2 separate regions of the Arabidopsis thaliana genome follow, and region 1 is linked to region 2. A link is a contact called in public capture Hi-C data. All regions are on one chromosome and are shown on one strand. The core of a region is the stretch at or near the end of the contact, and the rest is flanking DNA. Distances in the headings are between cores, read along the strand shown.

What was found. Capture Hi-C pulls out chosen DNA fragments and counts their contacts.
Region 1: a capture Hi-C map of seedling shows a contact between it and region 2, with 3 times the contacts expected there. The contact joins the promoter of AT2G17050 here to the promoter of MEE15 in region 2. A contact is called at or near these places in 7 of 26 Hi-C or Micro-C datasets (callus, cotyledon, flower and 3 more) and 3 of 3 other capture datasets (root, seedling and shoot).

The regions. Positions count from the first base shown.
Region 1 is chr2:7,414,037-7,418,912 of TAIR10.1, reverse strand. AT2G17050 (disease resistance protein (TIR-NBS-LRR class)) reads left to right here and starts at 3,111. Exons shown (of 6, transcript NM_001335535.1): 1 at 3,111-4,370; 2 at 4,463-4,762; 3 at 4,849-4,876. The coding sequence starts at 3,303. AT2G17055 (Toll-Interleukin-Resistance (TIR) domain family protein) reads left to right here and starts at 262. Exons shown (of 1, transcript NM_201748.2): 1 at 262-1,038. The coding sequence starts at 451. The coding sequence ends at 861.
Region 2 is chr2:7,366,580-7,371,410 of TAIR10.1, reverse strand. It overlaps MEE15 (Major facilitator superfamily protein), which reads right to left and starts at 1,959. Exons shown (of 12, transcript NM_001335512.1): 1 at 1,689-1,959; 2 at 742-853. The coding sequence starts at 1,862. It overlaps AT2G16960 (ARM repeat superfamily protein), which reads right to left. Exons shown (of 19, transcript NM_001335507.1): 7 at 4,827-4,831; 8 at 4,610-4,720; 9 at 4,296-4,379; 10 at 4,074-4,181; 11 at 3,820-3,921; 12 at 3,639-3,701; 13 at 3,488-3,562; 14 at 3,330-3,401; 15 at 3,089-3,249; 16 at 2,946-2,997; 17 at 2,795-2,863; 18 at 2,640-2,699; 19 at 2,448-2,534. The coding sequence ends at 2,448.

The sequences.
Region 1 (4,876 bases), core at 1,862-4,361, 46 kb before region 2:
ACACGGATGTGTTTCGTTTACTGTTCATCTTACAACAAATGAAGGGTAGCTTTGTTATTTCCTTTCTTCCGACAACGTGGGTCCATGGTTATTTTGTAACAAAAAACTTTCTCTCTACTAGTTTCTTAATTTGTATGTTTTATTTGGTTATCTACTAATATTACCCTTATTTTTATATGCAAGTATATATTAATTTATACATAAAAAAAATAGTATATGTCAATGTATACATGTTTACTAAGTCCAATCAACCATTATTTACTTTGCTTCTTCGTCTTTTCCGATTTTTGTCAAAGGTGCTTTCGTTCTCCTTTGATGTCAACTTCTAATATCTAGAGAAAATTCAATTTACCAATTGAGATTCAACTTCCTCTTCTCTGCAGGAAAAAAAAAAAAAAACTTCCTCTTCTTTACCTAAAGGCCAAAATCATTATCGGTGGCACAAAGGCGATGACATACATGGTGTACATAAGCTTCCACAAAGGTGAAGATAGAATCCGGTACTCCTTCCTCAGCCACTTATCTGCCTCTCTTCGCCGGAAAGGTCTGATCTCTTCATCGTCGTTTGTCCATCATTCTTCCAATGAGATTAAGATAGAGAAAACAAAATTCAAGGCTTTTTTGGTGGTTATCTCTTGGAAGTACGTGTTATCCGCAGAATGCCTCGATGAGCTTGCAGAGATTGCTGATCAAAATGTGGTGGTCCCCGTGTTTTACTGCATAACTCAATCGGACGTTAAGCATCAGTGCCGATTGGACATTTTGAGAGATACGTTTCCATTGGAGGATTACTCAGCCGAGAGGGTATCCCGGTGGATATATGCTCTGAACAAAACGACCAAATCATATAAATTAAGGTAACAGTATAAAGATTGCAGACGCTCAATTTGTTTTGCTAACTTAGAGATACCATCATACCATACCATGCAGTCTTCCATAACGGATATTTTTTAAAAAGAAATATGAATTTATGAACGGATCATGTTATTTATACTAGTTGTGTGTGCTAGATCACTATAAAAACAGGTCTATAAATCAGTTGTGAAATCCAATCACCAGTGTTTGATGGTTGGATTTCTACAGTCTTATTTTGTTTTTGTAAAGACCAAGTTCTTTCCAATCGTGCTTTGCCTTTTTTGTTTTTACTAAAGTTAAAGCCTAGGAAAAAGACCGGTATGACTTAAATTTTCTACTGCCTAATACTTTTTTTTGCTACAAGTGCTGTAGATTCTGTTTTTTTGTTTTTCTCTCCTCTAACTTTGTATACTGCATCCACTAGTTCATGTCTGTCAATTTAATAAATTTTAGGTAATGACCATCCTAATGCAAATGATAATTAATTTGAAAATTTATTTATAAGTTAAAAGATTATGTGTAGGGTAAAAGAATAACATGGCATAGGCTTGATGTATACAACATACCCAATTTATTTGATAATTAAGTTAAGAGTTTGTCCTATTATTAGTTGACCTCTTCTTTAATATAATCATATAGGATTAGGTCTAGACCCCAAACCCTTGTTGCAATAAGACTTGAAAACTCTAATTAATATGGCATATGCTTGACTTGGGGATTCGGTTCGGTTCATTCATTTATGTTTGTTTTTCTTTGGTTTTAGAGTTTAGCATCTATGTAGAAACCGAAACAATTTTGGTTCGATTCTAGTGTTTTTTGTTCTTAAGTTTAGGACCTATTTACATATTTTTAGTATTTTTGATATTTTGCCGAGTATTTTTTGGTATTTCAGATATTTAATTTGGTTATTCGATAAATAAATAGCTAGAATGTTTGGATCAATAATCACATGTTGGGCAACAAAAATATTTTAGTTAGGTTTAGATTTAGAATTTAGGAACCAATTAAGTGTATAATAATTTTGGTTCGGTTCTTTTTTGTTCGGTTTTTATGTTTCGAGTATTTTGCCAAGGCCTAGGCTTGACGTATACAACATACTGTATGTCTGTATCTAATCTTTATATTATTAAAAAAGAAGTACATTTGTACTTTTTTCCAAAATCGTTCACTTAATAAATTACCATTAAAATTATATGTCGAAAGTGTTTAATTGGAATGAGAAATGATAAATTTGGAATTAAAACAATTGAAAGTGTCTTATTTCCTTTCATTAATTTAGAAATATTTCAAACCTAACATCTTGTTTAATCATATTTTCTAGGACATTTGAATCAATAGATAGTAATAAATAAAATACTAGATTTTTGTAAATGTTGTGATTCAAATTTTTTAAAACAAACATAATTTACCCAATCAATGAAGAAACAAAAGTGTGAATTGAACGTTCCACATCGGTTAAATATATTGTGTGGTGGTTCAAAGAAAATTTTATAAAAGAAATTAAAAAGATTCGAAATCTAATGAGTAGAAAGCTTGATTTAATAGATATCCAAATGTCTATAATTTTTAGTTGCTTTAATTAGTTTTCTTTGAATCATATAATTTCTCAAAAAAAAATAATATCATAAGAATGTTTTTTATATAAAGAAATCTTTGATTTTGTTAAGATTTACATCATAAACATATATATAGAAAGAAACCGAAATGTAGTCAATTGTTTACTAATTACAAGTTTGAAAGAACATTTTATTGAACAAATAGTAAAGAAAAAAGTTAATCAGAAACAATAAATAAGAACTTTAGAAAAATATATAAATTTGCACTGGTTCATAAGTTAACCAAATTACAATATAATTAACTATTAATTTGTTGTTCAAAAAAAAAAATTTAACTATTAATTAAAAACTTTTGTAATTTAGTGTAAAATAACATAAGTAATATCTTCAATATATAAAGATGTTTCTAATAAATTAAATATACTCATTCGATTTGAGAATAATATTTTCAAAAGAGAAATTATATAGATTCTTATAAATATATAAATTATATATTTTATGAAAGTTTTGTAAAAGTAAAAGTAAATATGGGTTAATTTGCAAACTTTTATAAATAAAAGGTGGTAATTCAAAAATAAAAATCGAATCTATTAATATTTATTTTTAGAGGAAAACATAGAGAAATAAATTGAAATTAAAACAACTTATTTATAAAGTTCCTCTATGTAGAAGCAAAAATACATATAAGCCTGCATATTTTAGTTTTTTTATCACATTGACATCGTGCATGGCATCTTAACATAATATGAGTCGATGTAATGGAATTTTGTTCAAGTAGAAATTGGTCGTTGTCCCTCATTATTATACACATGTTTAAGTTTAATTAAGACACATATGTTATCACCGGAATGTCTAACTATATAATTGTGTTGGTCTCAACTCTCAAGGAGGATGGATTATGGTGCTTGTGAACTAGTGGAAGACATTGCTAGGGATATGTATGAAAAGATTTTCCCTACCAAACGAATTGGGATCTACAGGAAGATGCTGAAGTTAGAAAAAATTGTTTACAAGCAACTATGGGGTATCCGCAGCATAGGCATATGGGGTATGCCAGGCATAGGAAAAACAACACTTGCCGAAGCAGCATTTGACCAATTTTCTGGTGATTATGAAGCTTCTTGCATCATCAAAGACTTCGACAAAGAATTTCTTGCGAAAGGACTTTATCATTTGTGGAATGAATACTTAGGGGAAAATATAAACAATTCTTTTATCAAGTCCGGACAAAAAAGACTTCTTATCGTCCTTGACAATGTTCTTAAACCTCTGGATGCAGACGCTTTTCTTAATGGGTTTGATTGGTTTGGTCCAGGGAGCCTGATAATCATAACCTCTAGAGATAAACAAGTACTAGTGCAGTGTGGCGTCAACCAAATATATGAGGTTGAAGGTTTAAACAAAGATGAGGCTAAGCAACTACTTCACGGATGCGCATTTGGAATAGACTGGAGAAAACAGAGTGGGTTGGAAACTCTTGCACCTTACTATATTTCTGTCAAATATTTTAGTGGAAACCCTCTAGCTCTTAGCCTTTATGAAGAAATGTTGTCACACATGAAGTCAGATAAAATGGAGGTTAAGCTCCTCAAGCTCAACCACCCTCCACCTCAGATTATGGAAGTATTCAAGAGCAATTACAATGCACTTAATGAGAACGAGAAGAGCATGTTTCTAGACATTGCTTGTTTCTTCAGGGGAGAAAAGGCGGACTACGTGATGCAACTGTTTGAAGGATGTGGATTCTTTCCACATGTTGGAATATATGTTCTAGTGGATAAGTGTCTGGTGACTATTGTAAAAAGAAAGATGGAAATGCATAATCTGATCCAGATTGTTGGGAAGGCGATTTCAAATGAAGGAACTGTAGAACTTGATAGGCATGTCAGACTATGGGACACTTCAATCATTCAACCTCTGCTAGAAGATGAAGAAACCAAATTAAAGGGTGAATCTAAGGTATGTTATGAAAAATGTTAGATATGCTATATAATTTATCTTATAAAAATTTGATTTTGAGTATGATTTATTGGACTATCTTGTGTTTTCAGGGTACTACTGAAGATATTGAAGTCATATTTCTAGACATGTCTAACTTGAAATTCTTTGTCAAACCTGATGCTTTCAAGAGTATGCATAATCTTAGATTTCTGAAGATTTATAGTTCTAATCCTGGAAAGCATCAGAGAATTCGCTTTCGAGAAGCTCTTCAGTCTCTTCCCAATGAGCTACGGCTACTCCACTGGGAGGATTATCCTCTACAATCCCTGCCACAACATTTTGATCCTACGCACCTTGTTGAACTCAACATGCCTTACAGTAAACTTCAAAAACTTTGGGGTGGAACCAAGGTAAACAAACTTGATATATGCTCTTACTTTTGTTCTATAATTTTTGAATACATAAAGCAATTTTCTGTTATCTCTTCTTGTTTCAGAACCTTGAGATGTTGAAGATGGTCAGGC
Region 2 (4,831 bases), core at 710-3,209:
GTTGGTACATACAATTTTCTATAATTAAGACCATCTCCAATAGTTACTTCTATATTTTTCTCTATTTTAGAACTGATTTTATTTTAGAGATATTGTGTTCCAATGGTCACCTCTAAAATAAAGTTTTCTCAAAAATAGAGAAAAAAATAGAGATAAATTGTAGAGATCTCTATTTATAAAGACAAAAAGTAGATATCTCTATTTTTTCCTCTATTATAGAGGAAACTTTACTTTAGGACATCTCCAACCCATCCCTATTTTTGTCCCTAAACTCTATTTTTACCTTTATTTCACTCCAACTCATCTCTATTATAGAGATCTCTATTTTTTTCTCTATATATAGAGACAAAAAATAGGGATTTCTATTTTTTCCTCTATTTTTCCTTCTACCAAATAGAGATCTTTATTTTTGAAGAACCATTGGAGTGAAAATAGAGAACCCTATTTTTTCTTTATATTTAGAGGAAAAAATAGAGATAACCATTGGAGATGGTCTTAGAGCACAATATCTGTAAAATAGAATAACCTCTATAAATAAAGAAAAATATAGAGATCACTATTGGAGATGTCCTAATTAGTGATTGGCTTTTCATGGAAATCTTTTTACTCAGTGTTTTTTTTTCTTAGTTTTTAAATATTAGAGAAAAACTAGAATTATACATTGTGTAAAAGCATTGTTTTGATGATAAAATGAGTTTCGAAAAAAACTAATTCAATATATAAACTAAGAGGAAAAAGAACCTGGAGGAAGAATAGAGAGGCACATCGGAAGAGTGAGTAATGTTTTGATTCCATATCTATCGGATAGATTCCCGATCACCGGCATCATTACCATTGTCCCCAGTCCTACCGTCTTTTTTTTTACCATTTTCACCGTTAGAAAAGATGTTTACATTAATTAACTTAATTTTCTTAAGAATTATAATATTGAAGTTGTTCTAAAGAAGAAGTAACTAACAACTTGAAAATAATTGATTCAGTTAAACCAACTGACTTTCTGTGAGGACCAACCAAATTTTTTAATTATAATTTTACTAAAACTTATCCCAAAACCTTCCCGACTTAGTTGTTGGTACAAAATATACTCATTTTGTTCTTTTTTGCTTGATTTTTTAGAAGAAAAAAATTGTTTCAATAATATTGATTTTTTAGGTTTTTAATGCAATAGTTATTAGTTATAATTGATAAATTGTAAACTTCAATATAAATTATTGAAGATCATTAGTTTAGAGTTATTAAAAATTGTAAATCACAAAGAACAATTCATTTAAAAATAACATTTAATATGCTTTTTTAATATTTATGTTTTTTCGTAAAAGATCAAACAAAAAGGAATAGAGAGAGTATTATGTACCAAAAAACTCATTATGTCATTATATAGTGAGTAACTCAAAATTTCATGTAATATTCACTGCATATGTATTTTAACACGTCTTCATCTATTATTTTATTTTTTAAAAAACGTCGTCATATAATATTCCATTAATAACATTTAATTTAGGTTATTTGAGTTTTATATATAATGATTTGAGTTCTCTGTTACTAATTTGAAAACATTGAAGAGTTTTGGGAGAATCAGTTATAACCAAAGGATTTGAAGAGACATTGACCCAAAAAAAAGAGCCATCAAAGAGTAAAAAGAAGACAGTAAACAATACATATATACAAATATAGGTAGAGGTGGATACCACTTGTTCTACTCCGGTGAGATAGACGGCGAGAGAACATGTTTCGTTTAGGCCGGAGCAAACCGCGGCGACGGTGACGTCAGTCATCACTGGCTTCACCAAGAACTCGGAGAATCCCGACAGGAAAACCGTTGTCAGCAAGTGTCTCAGCTCTCCAAGTCTATATTCCTCCATCTCTCTCTTCTCTCTCCTCTCCTAAACCACTTCTAATTCTTAATTATACGTTGTCTTGCAAATGTATCAATGTGTCTTCGTTAGGTTTCCATCCGATCCACGTGCTAATATTAATATATTGATTGGTCTTTGTGGTAAATCATATATTAATTCGTGAAAGATTATAAATAGTTAGGCTGAGTGTAACACCCTGGCGGCTGTATGGCCATTTTCTTTGTACAACGGAATTTAAATTAGTTTATCAACAACAAAGAAAAGTAAATGATTTTTATTTAAATGATGATCTATGGATTAATCATCAAAAGCATGTTGCTTATAATACTAAGTATAAATGTATTATACTGTTACAGAAAATAGCTCATAGCAGGTTTCTTTTTTATATTTTTTTCATAGCAGGTTTCACACAACTTGATTGGAAAAGTTATCATTGTTCCAATTTAGTTTGTGTATAAATCATGGATCCAAATCCAAATAATCAAATTTTGTTTATAAAAATAATGCAACTGAAACGTCTTTTGCAAAAACACTGAATATTGTTTGCAATGAGATCTCTCTCATTTGAGACTAATCGATTTACTATCAATGTCACACTTGATACCTCGCAGCAAGCCTTTCCTTAGCAAGAGGATCCAAAACAGAGAGACATTCTTCCCATGAGTTTTTTCCAAGCATCTGAACCCAAAAAGATAAAGTAAAAGACATTAACCATTTCTATTGTACACAAACAAGCGCGTTGGATGGATGGTTAAAACTGAACTTAAACTCAATAAATCTTACGTTTTTATAGCCTATCAGCACTTTGGAGAATTCGCTTTGGATGACCTTGTTTTCCATATCCTATGATAAAAATTCATTATTTATGTATCAACCAATTGTTCAAAGCTCAGTAAAAAAGTCTAATAGAGTTAGGATTTTCTTTTTTGTTCACTTACTTTCCAGCTTGCGATCGCTAAGCATATGAAAGCAACGGAGCTGACATATCTTGATGGATTCACCTTAACCTAATTTATGAAGAAACTTGAAAAATATCAAACGTTATTCAATGTTATATATTAACAAAGCAAAAAGTAAAGAGAGAAATACCATTTCACATAACCCTTGAAATGCATTTTCTTTTGTACTGTCATCATCTAACCTGAAAAGAAAGTACGATAAGAAATTGTTTTATAGAGCAGAGGTTGGAAGAGTATGTAAAGAATCCAAATCCAACAAAAAGGTTCACTAACGTTGCCAATCTCATGCACCAAGGCTTCATGAAGTTCTCAATGGATCGTGCACTGAGGTCTGGACGAATCCGTGCTAGTATCCCAACGGTAATTGCACTGTTCATAGCTAGTTCAATTGCATTGTATTCAACTAGTGTAGTTAAACTCTTCAACTCTAGTGTCTTATTCACACAAACAAAAAAATGAGGCATAATTAGACATGGCAAGTAAAATCTTTAACTTATAAGGCTGTTAGAGTCACCTCTCCGAGTTGAATAATCATGCCTAATGAATAGACAACATTGGTCACAATTGGTGAGACTTCTTGAGGATACTGAAACATTGAGTTCATATCATTCACGAGTTTGTTCTTTACCAGAAACTTCAACAATAAATAGAGAAATATCATTTTGGTTTTACCTTGACCGCTAATTCTCCTATTGCTTTACAAGCATTATTCGCAGCAGAAAGGTTTTCTCCGCTAAAATTTGCACTCTGTACAAAGCAGAGATACAATCAAACACAATAGAAAAAAAAATGTATAGTAGCATTATAATTTGGATATACCAACCAGTTGTTGGCTGGCGATTTCGAGGAACTCAAGCAGGCGGGGTTCTAGATAATCCGGGAGTACCTGTTAGTGTAGCCAAAAAATATTACCTTACATATAACGAGTAGCTCTCACTTTCCATGCTATTTAACAATTATGTTAAAGGTAAAGATTTTGGCAGATAAAAGAATATACAACTTACTTTTGTAAGATGACAAATAAGGGCAAAAGCACTTTCTCTAACATCTGGAGTTTCATCCATGAAACACTTAAGAAGCATATCCCTTAGATTACTTTGTGAAACCTGCATAAGAGCGATGATGTGAGTATCCATCCAGTTGTGACAATTGACTCGGTCGTATTATACAAACAACTTTGATATATTGAATTATTCACTGAGTGATAAGAACTTATGAGTAGAAAATCATGTGAACAAGACATCAAGAAAGGGAGTACCAGAGACTCTATCCCACTGACAAGCCCTTTAGAAAGTCCAGAAAAAAATTCAAGAGAACAAACGACGATATTTTGGTCGTATTGAACCCCGGCAAAATCATGATCAACCTAAAACAACACAAGCAAGCTATGATCAAACGAAAAACAGAAACGTGAAATAGTTATGTATAAGCCCTAATAAAATGAAGATTTGTTTCTAATGAAATGAATTCTGAATTGAACCTTAGCTAGCTGTTGTAGTTGAAGGATATCCATGCACCTCTCGAAAACATACCAAGAAAATGGAGCGAATCCTACTTCTAAAGCCTGAAACATGGAAACAAAACTAGTTGTAAATTGATAGTTCATGTTGCAAACATTTTAATATTTTGTTAAGATAAACTTGTCTAATATTCACATATCTCCCAATATTAGTAGCAATATCGGACTTCCAGAGTACCAAAATCTCAGTACCTTCACTTACTAGGATTATTTAAACTAATTACATTCGTGTAATATATGAAAAATCTTAAGGAGCTTGAAAAGTAGTAACATACCTTAGAAATGGATGTGAAGCACTTCAGCAATGGAATTACATCTTTATCTGAATTGGAAATTTGTTCCAACGTTGAAACCAGTGGGGGAATCAAAATCTTAATATAAGCACGCTGCATAACGGGTGAGTTTTAAGTAGGTAGAAAATATTTTAAGAACTATATATAAATTTAAATTCACAAGAAACAAATTAACCTTTCACAAACCTAATCATTATACCTTGT